Linked DNA regions of Sus scrofa: region 1 is linked to region 2. Evidence: chromatin contacts called from public Hi-C data. All regions are on one chromosome and are shown on one strand. Each heading gives the region's core, a stretch centred on a gene start, on an enhancer-like site or on the middle of the called end of the contact. The rest is flanking DNA. Distances are from core to core; before and after follow the strand shown.

The links. Hi-C and Micro-C count contacts between places; a contact is called where the count stands out from the background.
Region 1: a Hi-C map of skeletal muscle shows a contact between it and region 2, with 4 times the contacts expected there. The contact joins two enhancer-like sites. A contact is called at or near these places in 2 of 5 promoter capture datasets (fetal skeletal muscle and liver), 22 of 47 Hi-C or Micro-C datasets (adipose tissue, alveolar macrophages, brain and 14 more) and 2 of 2 datasets of contacts at active chromatin or transcription factors (alveolar macrophages and skeletal muscle).

What each region holds. Positions count from the first base shown.
Region 1 is chr14:73,438,432-73,444,896 of Sscrofa11.1, reverse strand. It overlaps PALD1 (paladin), which reads right to left. Exons shown (of 22, transcript XM_021073790.1): 2 at 701-914. The coding sequence starts at 885. Among named protein-coding and RNA genes, the nearest start is that of PALD1, 41 kb to the right of the region's middle. Within about 2 kb of position 3,251, at least 13 of the 83 cell types and tissues checked have an H3K27ac peak or open chromatin away from gene starts, as enhancers often do. A contact at or near this core is called in fetal skeletal muscle and skeletal muscle, where this site is marked.
Region 2 is chr14:73,382,193-73,388,709 of Sscrofa11.1, reverse strand. No RefSeq gene overlaps it. Among named protein-coding and RNA genes, the nearest start is that of PALD1, 16 kb to the left of the region's middle. Within about 2 kb of position 1,974, at least 24 of the 83 cell types and tissues checked have an H3K27ac peak or open chromatin away from gene starts, as enhancers often do. A contact at or near this core is called in fetal skeletal muscle and skeletal muscle, where this site is marked.

The DNA.
Region 1 (6,465 bases), core at 2,002-4,501, 55 kb before region 2:
TCACTGGCCCCAGAGGACACATGCAGCGTGTCCGGGTCTCTCAAAATATGGGGCAGAACAAACCCTCGGTCCCCCTGGGAATGTCCCTGAAGGACCTAATTAGGAAAGCTGACCAACAGCCTCCAGCTTTTTCAGCCCAAGGCCCTTTAATAGCCTGGGGTTAACCTCAGTTTTGAACCATAATTACAGGTGGTGGGGGATAAAAAAAAATCTAAATTTTATGCATCAAAGTATATAAACTTCCTTTAAAAATGTTTAGCCAAACTCTACTCTCAGGAGCACCCGCTGTGGGACAATGGGATCAGCGGTGTCCTGGGAACCCTGGGACTCTGGTTCAACCCCTGGACCAGCACGGTGTGGCCCAGATCTGATCCCTGGCCTGGAAACTCCATATATGGCAGGGCAGCCAAAAAAAAAAAAAAAAAAAAATTTACTCAACAGGGTGCCCCCATTCAGGCAATGCCCCCTCTTCATGCTCCCTAGCCATGTGGACATGACAAATAACATGGGCTAAGAGACACTGGCTCTACCATCTACTTGCTGTGTGACTCCAGACAAACTGCTTCACCTCTTTGGACCTCAGTGTCTTCATCAAGGAACAAGGTTTGGAGACCTTAAGTGCTATAAGCCACCAACCCTCCCAGAGGCTCCCCCCAGCCATGTCTTCTGGGGACATGGTCACACTCGTCCGGCCACTCACGTGATCACGACGGGGGCCACCTTGTTGGGGATGATGGACTTGGCCTTACTGTTGGGCAAGCTCGCGGTCTGGAAGGAGTGGACGCTGAGTGAGTGCCGACCATCCATCGTGCTGCCGTCCTGGAGGCCCTCAAAGGGGGTGCTCGCTGAGACCGTCTGCTGGGCTGTGCTGGCCGTTGTACCCATAGTCTGCCGGCGGCCTCAGGACCCAAGACCTGTGGGGTAAGAGGGCACGTGGTCAAGGAAGGGTGGGAAAAGTCACAGCAGGAGGGACCTAGGCCGGAGTCCCCATTGCAGCGCAGTGGAAATGAATCCAACTAGCATCCATGAGGACATGGGCTGGATCCCTGGCTCGCTCAGTGGATTAAGGATCCAGGGTTGCCATGAGCTGTATTGCAGGTTGCAAATGTGGCTCAGATCCCACGTTGATGCGGCTGTGGCATAGGCCGGGAGGTGCAGCTCTGATTCCACCCCTAGCCTGGGAACCTCCATATGCCATGGGTGCAACCCTAAAAAAGAGAGAAAAAAAAGCGGGACCTAGGTCACCCCTCACCCCCACCCTATGTACAGAGTCTGAAACCCAGAAAGAGCCAGCTCACTCTGCAGCTGAAGACAGAGGTGGGTCCTGCTCCCCCCACCACCCCCACCCCTGCACTGTGCCCAGTAAAGCACATGTTCACCGAGTCCCTACTGTGTGCACAGCCCTCTGCGCTGCTGCTTTGGGGAGAATTATGGACATGGAGTGACAAGACAGCGTAGCCCCTTACCCCTTATGGTTTACACTCCCTCCCCGGCAAAGGTAAGACAGGGAGGGGTTAGCCATCCCGCCCCTCTTCCCCGCCAGGCCTAGGGCGCTAAGTGGCTGGGTCCTGGCACACGGAGGGCAGGGAGAAGTGGAGGCTGTCACCGAGCGAGAGGCAGAGGGAAAGTCAGCAGAGGATTTGAAGGATTTAGATGAGGTGAAGGATTTGGATGGGAACGGGAGGCAAAAGGACATTCTGGCTGTGAATGTCACCAACAGAGGCCAAGCGAGTCCAGACTGGGCAGGTTCTCAGCAAACCAAGGATACAAAGAAAGCGCCAGCGCCTGATCTCTACATCAATAATCTGAACATCGTCAACAACACCCCAACAGCAAAGCTTCTGCCCGACATCTGGCAGCTGGGCATCCTAGTGGACTCACAACTCCCCCTGCAGGGCTTGCTCCTGGGGAGGGTTAAGGACGTGTGCAGACTGGGCTGTAAGGGTGTTTTGGTGGTAGCAGTGTTGTTGATAGTATCCAAACACTGGAAACAACCTGCAACAGGGGATTTGTTGAATACATTACAGGACATCTCTAAGGTGCAATGTTAGCCTGAAAAATACCACACTGACTGACATGGAAGGGTATCTAGGCAACAGGAATGGAAGGACAAGGATGCAAACCAAGTACAGCCATTTCATTTTATTTTATTGTATTTTGCTTCTCAGGGCCATACCCATGGCATATGGAGGTTCCCAGGCTAGGGGTCCAACTGGAGCTACAGCTGCCAACCTGTAGCAGCAACTCCAGATCTTAGCCTCGTCTGCGACCTACACCACAGCTCACGGCAACGTTGGATCCTTAACCCACTGAGCAAGGCCAGGGATCGAACCAGGCTTCCTAGTCGGATTCATTTCCGCTGCGCCACAATGGGAACGTCTATGGTCCCATTTCAATACATGGATTTTAATACACGAATGTGTATCAGGAGAAAAGCCTGGGAGGATACCCATCAAGATGCTAACCTGAGTCATCCCCTGGCGATGAGATTAGAGACCATTTTAATTCTCTCCTTTCTCCTTATTTGCATTTTCTACAATTTTTTTCCTCTGATCACTGGGTAATAAAACCTACTTAAGACAAATAATAGAGTGGCTGAGGAAACAGGCCAGGAGAGCTGCTAAGAGCTGGAAGAGGATGTGGGAAGACTGGCTCAGGGGTCTGAGAACCAGGGCCACTGGGAAAGGAAGGGGCTGAGAATTCCACACTTTCTGGGAATCAGCAGCAGCGGGCTCCACATGGCACTGATGGTCCAGGATCAGGAGAGGGAGGGAGCGACCTGCCCCGCCAGCCCCTATCCCCGCCTGGACCCTGAGCTGGCTCCACTCCGCAGAAGCAGAGTCCTTCCCTGAAGATCCCCACCCCCTTCCAAGCTGCCCTCAGCCATCCACACTCACCCCCACCCCTGACCCCACTCTCACCCCTGCCCTCTCATAAGCAGCAGCAGCACCTCAAGAAGCCAATGGTGGGGTCAGGGGTCACCATGAAGCCTAGGCAGCAGGTAGGTCTGAAGGCTGAGCTCACAGTGCCCTCTCGCCCCAGACCCCAAATCAAGAGTTCCTGGTCCTGAGGCAAGTGCTTCCCATGCCTCCCGAACACACTGACTGCACTCGGGCTCCCTGTCCCCGGGGCCACCTGGACAGCTCCCTATCATTCCAGTCCTCCCTGCTGGAAGGAGCTTCCCCCTCCCTCTCCCATCTGGAAAGGGCTGTCTGCGGCCCAGCCTTGTCAGCTTGACAACTCCCAGCAGCCGGGGGACGGCTCGGCTAAGACGCGCGCCTTGGGTTTATAAGAGTCTCATCACGGCTCTCCACACCCAGGCTCGCTCTCGCTCGCTCGCTCGCTCGCTCGCTCTCTTTCTCTCTCCTTCTCTCTCCTTGGTGGAAGATGGAAGGAATGAACCTCTGTTCCCAAACAGAAACAGAGGCGCTCAGAGCGGCTAAGGGGCTCCATAGTGGATCCCCAGCTGACCATCAGCAGGGCCAGAACCTTCTCTCCACTTCGCCTGACGGGGTGGACCCCCAGCATGGCTCACCAGCGTTCCCCAGACCCCTCTCAGCAGTCTGGGCCAAGGAGGCGTGGGTGGGAACAGCCGCCTCCAAGAAGAGGGGCACAGCGACAGTCACTGAAGGAGGGGGTGATGGACATGGGAAGGGCCTGTGGGAGGCAACAGCTGGCTACAGCTGCCAGGCCAAGGCTGGGCCCTGCTAGAACGGGGCTGGGCCTGACACCTCCCACTCCCCTCCCCCACAGCTCCAGCTCTGGCCGTCCTCTGCTCTCTCGGGCTCCACAGGCAATGGCAGTCCCAGCTAATCCCCGTAAGGACAGCTGGAAAATACAGATGTGCACAGCTGCAGGCTGCAGCAATGAGAGAAGGACCGTATCCTCTGAAAGTTGACCTATTTCCCAAATGTCTAAAGGCGGGTGAAACCCCAGGCTTCCCAGGCTTCTCAGTCGGTAGCTCTGCCCCTGAAACCTCCCAAGCCCTTCTGAAGTGAGCCTTGCCAACAAAGGGGGCTCCATCCTGCTGGACATCCTGCTGGGCAATTTACTTTTCCTCTCTGGGCCTCCGTGTCCCCAGCCATAAAATGACAGTGACAGATGGGATGGTCTGAAAGCCCTTTCCATCTAGCCAAGTGGATCTGGCTACTAAGATTGGCAGTCTGACCATCTGTGACCAGGGCCGGGGTGAGCAAGGGCAGGGATGTGGGTGGGGGCCCTAGTGTTCAAACCTCTGCAATGGGGAGGGTGGGGGAGAGACTGGGATGAGCCCAAAGAGTAAGTGGAGTGGCGGGGAGGTGGCTATGAGCCAGGATGATTTGCAAACAATTATGCCTATTTCCCTAACTTCTAACTAAAACCTAGCATTTTCTTCAATCATGAATGAAGGCCAGAGTTCCCACTGTGGCTCAGCAAGTTAGGAACCCAACTAGTATCCCTGAGGATGCAGGTTCAATCCCTAGCCCTGCCCAATGGATTAAGGATCTGTCATTGCCATGGCTGTGGTATAGGCCAGCAGCTGCAGCTACAATTTGACCCTAGCATGGGAACCTCCAAGATGCCATAGACCCTAAAAAGTGAAAGGAAAAAAAGAAAAAGAAAAAAAAAAAAAAAAAGGAAGGCCAGCCCTGTCATGTCACGGAGTCTGGGACATGGCCACCACTGAGCTCAGAGACATTTTCTCATCACACGGCAGCTGGGCAGGTTCTGGAAACGGGGCAGGCACTCAGCACGCCCTTCACATCACTGTAATCAGACCTTAGCTCCTTGCTCCCAGACCGCAGATGACAGGACTGCACAACTCTGGACAACTCTGTGCCTGGTGGTCTCGGGGCCCCACATCGGATCCCAGGTTCTCACGGCTGCATCTCACTCAACAAGTGTGAAGAACACAACAATCCAAGAGGCAAACCTAGCCTCACTTTAGGAAGCCAGCTGTAGGGAAGCTGCCATGCAAAGTGGGGTTCTCAACACCTGGGACAATCAAACTAATTGCCATCGCTCCGAGTCCATCATGCTAGGCAGTGTCCTCAAAGGCATGCCCCAGCTGAATGTCTCCATCAAAGCTGAGCAACACCAGCCCTTTCTCTGGAGTGTCTTTTTTTTTTTTTTTTTTTGTCTTTTTGCCATTTCTTGGGCCGCTCCCACAGCATATGGAGGTTCCCAGGCTAGGGGTCGAATCGGAGCTGTAGCCACTGGCCTACACCAGAGCCACAGCAACGCAGGAACCGAGCCGCATCTGCGACCTACATACACCACAGTTCACGGCAACGCCGGATCCTTAACCCACTGAGCAAGGCCAGGGATCGAACCCCCAACCTCATGGTTCCTAGTCGGATTCATTAACCACTGAGCCATGACGGGAACTCCACCCTGGTGTGTCTTTAAAAATAAAATTTAGGAGTTTCCATCGTGGCTCAGCAGAAATGAATCTGAATAGCATCCATGTGGACGCAGGTCCGATCCCTGGCCTTGCTCAGCGGGTTAAGGATCCAGCGTTGCTGTGAGCTGTGGTGTAGGTTGCAGATGCAGCTCAGATCTGACATTGCTGTGGCTGTGGTGTAGGCCACTAGCTGCAAGCTCCCATGCGACCCCTAGTCTGCGAACTTGCATATGCCGCAGGTGCGGCCCTAAAAAGACAAAAAATAAAATAAAAAATATAAAAATAAAATGTAACCTTAACTTACTTAATGGATTATTTCATGGACTCAGGAGCAGATATTACAACTATACCAATTTGGTTTAGTATATTGACAGCCCTCTCAATAAAATGTACTTCCTCTGTAACACCATATACTTAGTTTTGTCTCTTTAAAAAACCCCTTCTCTGAGAAGGGATTGATGAGCTTCTGCCATATTGCTAGAGGGGCTCTTGGTAAATCAGAAAAGGGAACCATTGGAGTTCGCACGGTGGCGCAGCGGGTCAAGAATCCGACTGCAGTGACTTGTGTAACTACAGAGGTACAGGTGTGATTCCCAGCCCAGCACAGTGTGTTAAGGACCCAGTATTGCTGCAGCTGTGGCTCAGATTCGACCCCTGGCCTGGAATTCCTATATGCTAGATGCAGCCGAAAAAGGAAAAAAAAGGTAACCCTTGCTTTAAGGCAAGACCATTCCTGCCCCAAATACAGGTGCTGGGTGCTTTACAATATCCAGTTCCCCCCCCGCCACCTACAACCTTGAAAGGTCCAGGCTTCACTGTGTCCATTTTCACAGTGAAGGACAGCTGGTCTTTGGTAGGTGGCAGCATCAGCTGGCCTCCCTGCCTCTTCACAGCTGACCCTGACAGCGAGAGCACCCCACACACGCTCCCTCGCTCCACACGAGGACGTGCCATCCTCCTGACCCTTGGCAAGTATATGGCAGTTGGTCCTGAGAGAAAATAAACCGCCCTTGGGAATCCTTGGCAGAGAAGTAGTCTCATTTCTCCAAAAAGAATCAAACTTCAGGAGTTCCCATCGTGGC
Region 2 (6,517 bases), core at 725-3,224:
ACACGAGTTTGAGCGGCAGGGGGCCACTTACACGCAGATCTCTTTTCCATGAATACATACTACAAGACTCACGGTTGGTTGACTCTGGGGATGCAGAAGAGGGGGTGCAGCCAGGGGCCAGCTATAAATTAAATTACACGTAGATTTTCGACTCACAGAGGCGGCACCCCTCACCCTTCCCATACATTAACTGTACAGATCAACCATACATTAATGACCTCTAAAGTACAGGTAAGAAACCAGTGACTTCAGTTGCCTCCAGCAAACTAGGTGGCTGGGGCCTCGAGCAGGAGGGAAACTTTTCGCTGCATACCTTCTTATGCATTTGAACTTTGTTCCGCGTGGATGTGCTATCTAGTTTTAACTAGGAATTAGCTGGTAGGCTTGTATACACCAGGTCAGTCTCTGGAAGGATACAAAATATGCTGGAAAGAAGCTTAACCCTCAGAGGATCAAAGAGGCTGGAGGAGGGAAGCAGAGTTTCTCTTCACTCGCTATCCCTGTGCACAGTTGGGTCTTATTTATCCTGTGCACCTGTGATGTAGTCTAACATTTGTCATGTTTAATTTTTCTTTTGAACACTCTACATATGCAAAAAAGTAGAGATTCACATAATTGATTCCATATACCTATTACCAGGTAGGACAATTATCGATTTTGCCACACTTGCTTCATCTATGGTTATATTGTTTTTCTCTTTTGGTTTTCTTTCCAGAGTCTTTTAAAGCAACCCCCCAAACAGCACACAATTTCGCCCCTATATCCATCACAACATGATAAATGTAATAAATGCATATTAAAGCAACAAAATTTAAAATTCCTATTGTGGTTCAGCAGGTTAAGAATCCAGCATAGTGTCCCTGAGGATGTGGGTTTGATCCCTGGACTCCCTCAGTGGGTTAAGGATCCAACACTGCCCTGAGCTGTGCTATAGATTGCAGACGCGGCTCAGATCCTGTATTGCTGTGGCTGTGGTGTAGGCCAACAGCTGTAGCTCCAATTCGACCCCTAGCCTGGGAGCCTCCCTATGCTGTGGGTTCAGCCCTAAAAAAGAAAATAAATAAATGAATAAATAAATACATAAATTAAATAAAGCAACAAAATCCAAGAGGCCAGACAGCATACCCTGCCAGAAATGGAGGATTTCCTGCATGAAATCTCTGAGGGACAGCAGTCCTTGCCTCTGCTTGACTGCCCCCAGAGACAAGGAACTCACTCCTGACCCAGTCTCCTTGTCTGTCTCTTTGTTGTTGTTGTTCTGTATTTTTAGGGCTGTACCCATGGTATATGGAGGGTCCCAGGCTAGGGGCCGAATCGGAGCTGTAGCTACTGGCCTACACACAGTCACAGCAATGCAGGATCCAAGCTGCATCTGTGACCTACACCACAGCTCACGGCAACGCCGGATCCTTAACCCACTGAGCAAGGCCAGAGATCAAACTTGCATCCTCATGGATATTAGTCAGATTCGTTTCCACTGAGCCACGACCGGAACTCCTCCTTGTCTGTCTTGACGGCCTAGAGTGAGGTGTCTCAGAAGGGGCAGATACCACCCACTTTCCCTTTGTTGTTGTGGAGGCACCCAGTCACAGGCAGGGACAGCTCAAAGCCACAGAGAAACAGCCCAGCTCATCAGAACCCCTTCCTCCCCAAAACAAACTCAGAAGCACAATGAATACATACTACAAGACTCACGGTTGGTTGACATTCCTGCACATTCCTGTAAACTGGACGCCACTAAGCCCTGCTGGCTGGGAAGGCCTCTCCAGGCACCCTCCACCCGCCCCGGGCCATCTGAGACAGGCATTCACTGTCCTGGCAGTCCAGAGTAAACTCAGGGCCAGGACTCAACAGTTGTTCCCACCCAGCCTCCGTGTGCACTTGAATCACCAGCGGGAGGGGCTGGACCACAGATTCCCAGGCTCCACTCCAGGCCTCCTAGGCCGGAACCTGCAGGGCTGGAGCCTGGGAAAGCCCCCTGGGTCGTTCTAAGGCAACAGTCAAGTGTCTGGTGCTTGGGAACAACTGGGCCAAGTGGCTCTGAGGCCCTCTTCTGGCTGCAACAGGCCAATCCAACTCTCAGCAGCCTGCCTTTGTACCAAGACTCTGGCCTGCCGCCAGCCACCAGCACAGGGTAGAGGGTTTCCACCTGTGGCTGGCAGGGGATCAGGGTATGTCAACTCCTCTTAAGAGTGTGCTGGCAGAAATCCCCTGGTGGCACAGCAGGTTAAGGATCAGGGGTTGTCACTGCTGTGGCTCAGGTCACTGCTGTGGCATGGGATTGATCCCTGGCCTGGGAACTTCCACATAGCGAGGGCAAGGTGGAAGGAAGGTAGGAAGGAAGAGGGAAAGAAACGGGGTGGGGGGGGAGGAAAGAAGAAAGAAGAAAAAGAGAAAGGAAGAAAGACAGATGGAGGGAAGAAAGGAAGGAAGGAGGAAGAGGGAGAGAGGAAAGGAAGGAAGAAAGAATGAATGAATGAAGGAGGGAGGGAAGGAAGGAGGAAGAAGGGTATGCTGGCCACAGCTCAGAGGAACACGCACAGCCCCCCAAGTCCAGGGTGCTGAGACTAAGGGCGTGGATTCAGAGACGGCCTCTTGCCCCCTCCCCTGCATGGTCTTCCTGCTTCCAGAGGAAGGGAGACACGGACCATTTACTATGCACCCCGGTTCATGTGCCTTAACTCACGGAAGCTCCACCCCTGCCCCATAAGGCCGAGCCCCCTGATCCTGCTTAGCAGATGAGGAAACTGAGGCTCAGGGAGATGCACTCAGCCACTCCAGGGCACACAGCTGGTAGGGGACAGAGCTGGGACTCACCCCAAAGCTCCCTTTTCCTACCCACAACAAAAGCTCAGGCTGCCCTATGCTCTAGCAACCCAGCTAGACATCCAAGGTCCCCTCGGTCTGCCCTGAAGTGTGGTCAGCATATTCTACTCAGCAAACCGGGCAGGCGTCCCCGGGTCAGGGCACGACTTCCACAGCACATGTCAGTTACAATCCTCTAGAGGCACGAAGGCAAAGTTAGCAGTGCAAACGGGTTACTGGGGGAAATGCCTGTGAGAGACAAGGGGCAGAGGGGCAGGGGGGAGAAGGCAGAGCGCACACCAAGCTGCAGGTCTGACACCTGCGTGAGAATGGAGATGGATGGAAGGTGGGGAGGAAGAGCCTCAGGCTCAGCGCCACCGGAGACCTGAGGAAAGGCTGCCCATTAGAGGCATCCTGCATCTGGCAGATGTGGCCCAGCTCTAGCACCCCTGCTGGGCTCAGCCACTGGCCAGGAGCAGCCCAGGAAAGGGGTGGCCTCCGTGTGAATCGGCAGTGGATCCCAAAGGTGCGGCAGCGAGGGCAGTCAGCTAACTGCATCCTGCAGCAAGTTCTCTGCAAGGGGGCTCAGATCAGCACACCTCAAGGCTGTCGCCCCTGGCAGGACCCGTGAGCTTGCTGACCCCTTCACCACTAGGCAGTGAGCTTCTCAAGGGCAGGGGAAGGCACACTGTTCATTGCTGTGTTCCAGCCCAGGGCACAGCATATAGTAGGAGCTTAATAAACGCTTGTATAACTGGCCAGACCTGCCCTCCAAACACTGCAGGGCAGCTGCTTCCACTTTACGAGGTGGTCTTGGGCAGAGGAACATTTTTGAAGGAAGAAGTTCAAATCCTGAGTTCTTATATTTGCAAAGTTTGGACTCAAAGACTGCTTTGGGGTTACAAAGGGCTTTCTGGAAATTACCATGAAATTACTATTTTCAGCAAATGGGAGAAGGTGCCACTCCCACCTCCCAGAGCACTGAGGTGATGTCACTCATCTGAGGATGGCTCTCCTGATGCCAAAGCCCGCTGTGCCCTGTCCACCACAGCAGGTTCACAAGAAGCCCCGGGCAGGGACTCCTCTTGGGGCAAAAGCAGGGAAAGGGGGGTCACACTTGGGCCCTGGGGAAAAGAAGCTTCCTTAACCTTACCTCATACTCCCTCACCTCACCTTCTTTTCAGCCAGACAGTCAGGCCACCCCTCTAACTGAGCAGAAACCAAGAAGAAGGTCCTCGTGACCTAACAGTAGAGCATCTGACTCCAGAAAACCGAGAGGCGGGGCTTGATAAGGATCATGACCAGAGAGGCAGGGTGCACAGAGCCCCTGACTGGGCTTCTGGGGACCTAAGCCCTAGGCTAGTTCCTGCCTCACCATGTCTACACCAGGCAAGTCAAGGAAACTCTCTCGGCCTCAGTCTCCTCATCTGTAAAATGGGATAAAAATTCTTGCCTTGCACACAAACACAGGTACTCTGCTCAGACCCCCCCTGTGGTGGGTAGGTGGGCAAATTGCCCATGTGATGGCAAGTGACAAACTTCACACAACTCTGGTACACGGTCAGGATACGCTCCATGGTTCTCCTTCCACTGAACATCGGGGCTGAAGGGCCTTTTGTGGAGATTTCACCCAACTCCCCACCTCACCCAAGAACACTCCCCACAGTATCTTGCTCCGTTACGGGTGCTTTCTACATACCAGATACTGAGTTAGACTTCAGAGCCACAATCTCACTGTTCACTTGTTTTTTGGCCACGCCCACGGCGTGTGGAAGTTCCCAGGCCAGGGCTCTCACCTGCGTCACAGGAGTGATCTGAACTGCTGCAGCGACAATGCCAGATCCTTAACCTACTGTGCCACGGGGGAACTCCTCATTCCTCACTTTTGAAAAGTGTATTTCACTATTATCCTCATTTTTTAAGTAAAGAAACTGAGGCTCAGAGAGGTTGAGGAACCTGCCCAACATCTCCCAGCCGTCTGACTCCAGAGCCCTTGTGTTCAGCCACCCGAGTGTCTCTCCCAGGGATGGGGGCTCATCCCCCGAGGAGACATCTCCAAGAACTGTGCCACACTTAGGACGTCCTTCCTCCTGCCCCTCACATGAATCTGACCTCCACTTCCCGCCAATCTCCTTGGACCCCCGCTGGTCCTGTCCCCCCACCCTGGGACCACCAGCGCACAAGTACTTACCTCTTCCTTTCAAATATTTGAGAAATGCCATTCCATACCCCTGCTGCCCACAGACATCAACTAAACACCCCAGGGCTTTCAAAGACCGATGGGAACCTCCAAGACCAGAAGGGGCCTGAACTCTTGTTCTACCTCCAGATCCCCCCAGGGGGCCCTTTCCCAAGAGAGTTGAGAAGAGAATGAAATCTTTCTTTCTCTCACCACGCAGCACCTCCCTCCTCCCCCTCCCCCCCAGGGAGCTGGTCTCCTGAGTCTGAATTCACACCGAGCTGGCATGTGATGATCAGACACCTGCAAAGTCCGGGGCTCCCACGTACCTCCAAGCCCAGCATCCCCTGCAAATCTCTGAGGGTCGTGCAGCTGGCAGGAGGCAGCAAAGTGGTTAAAATGCCCACTATCCTGCAGGGAGAGAGGGAGAGGCCGGGAGGGGGGTGGGGGCAGCAGTCAGAGGCAGGCAGGAAGGAAAGAAAGAGCCCACACAGGATCTAGAAAGCCCCGGGCAGGCCTTGGAGGGGAGTAGGCCAAGCCTCCTGTCTCAGGGGCCCTGGTTTCTCCCCCAGATGCCTGCCTTTCCCACCAGTCTGTTCTGAATTCTCTCACTTCCTGTCACAGCTTCCCACCTCCCACCTCCCCTGCAGAAACCTCTGTTCAAAAAGCTACATTTAGAGTGGGTAAGCAAGGAGGTCCTGCTGTACAGCACAGGGAACTATATCCAATCACTTGTGATGGAACATGATGGAAGATAATTTGAGAAAAAGAATGTATATATACGTTAACTGGGTCACTTTGCTGTACAGCAGAAATTGACAGAACATGGTAAATCAACTATAATAAAAGAATTAGGCATTCCCGTCTTGGGGCATCGGAAATTAATCTGACTAGGAACCATGAGATTGCGGGTTTGATCCCTGGCCTCTCTCAGTGGGTTAAGGATCTGGTGTTGTCATGAGCTGTGGTGTAGGTTGCAGACACGGCTCAGATCCTGCGTTGCTGTGGCTCTGGTGTAGGCTGGCGGCTGTAGCTCCGATTAGACCCCTAGCCTGGGAACCTCCATATGCCGCGGGTACGGCCGTAAAAAGCGGAAAAAAAAAAAAGAACTAAAAACAAAACAAAAAGCTAGCATTTATGGGTATGGAATTTCACTGGGGGAAGATGAAAAAGTCCTGGAGATGACAGTGGTGATGGTGGCACAACAATATGAAGGGACCTGATGCCACTGCACCATGGCATTTAACCAATTAAAATTAGCCAAAATGGTCAATTTTATGTTATGTATATTTTACCATAATAATTTTTTAAAAAACCCACAGAATGGAGAAAATAATTGCCCCTCCCCCACATACATAAAAGGCCTCCCCAAGGAGTCCTAAGTGGGCTACCGTCCAGCTCTGGTAGGAAGACCACTGCGTGGGAAGCAGAGCCCCATGCGGTGATCCTGGAAGTCCCAAAGCCACCTCCAGCCTCGCCAGCGGCAGCCCTGGAGCCAATGAAGGCCTAGAGACCCTAGTCCCAGCCCCACGT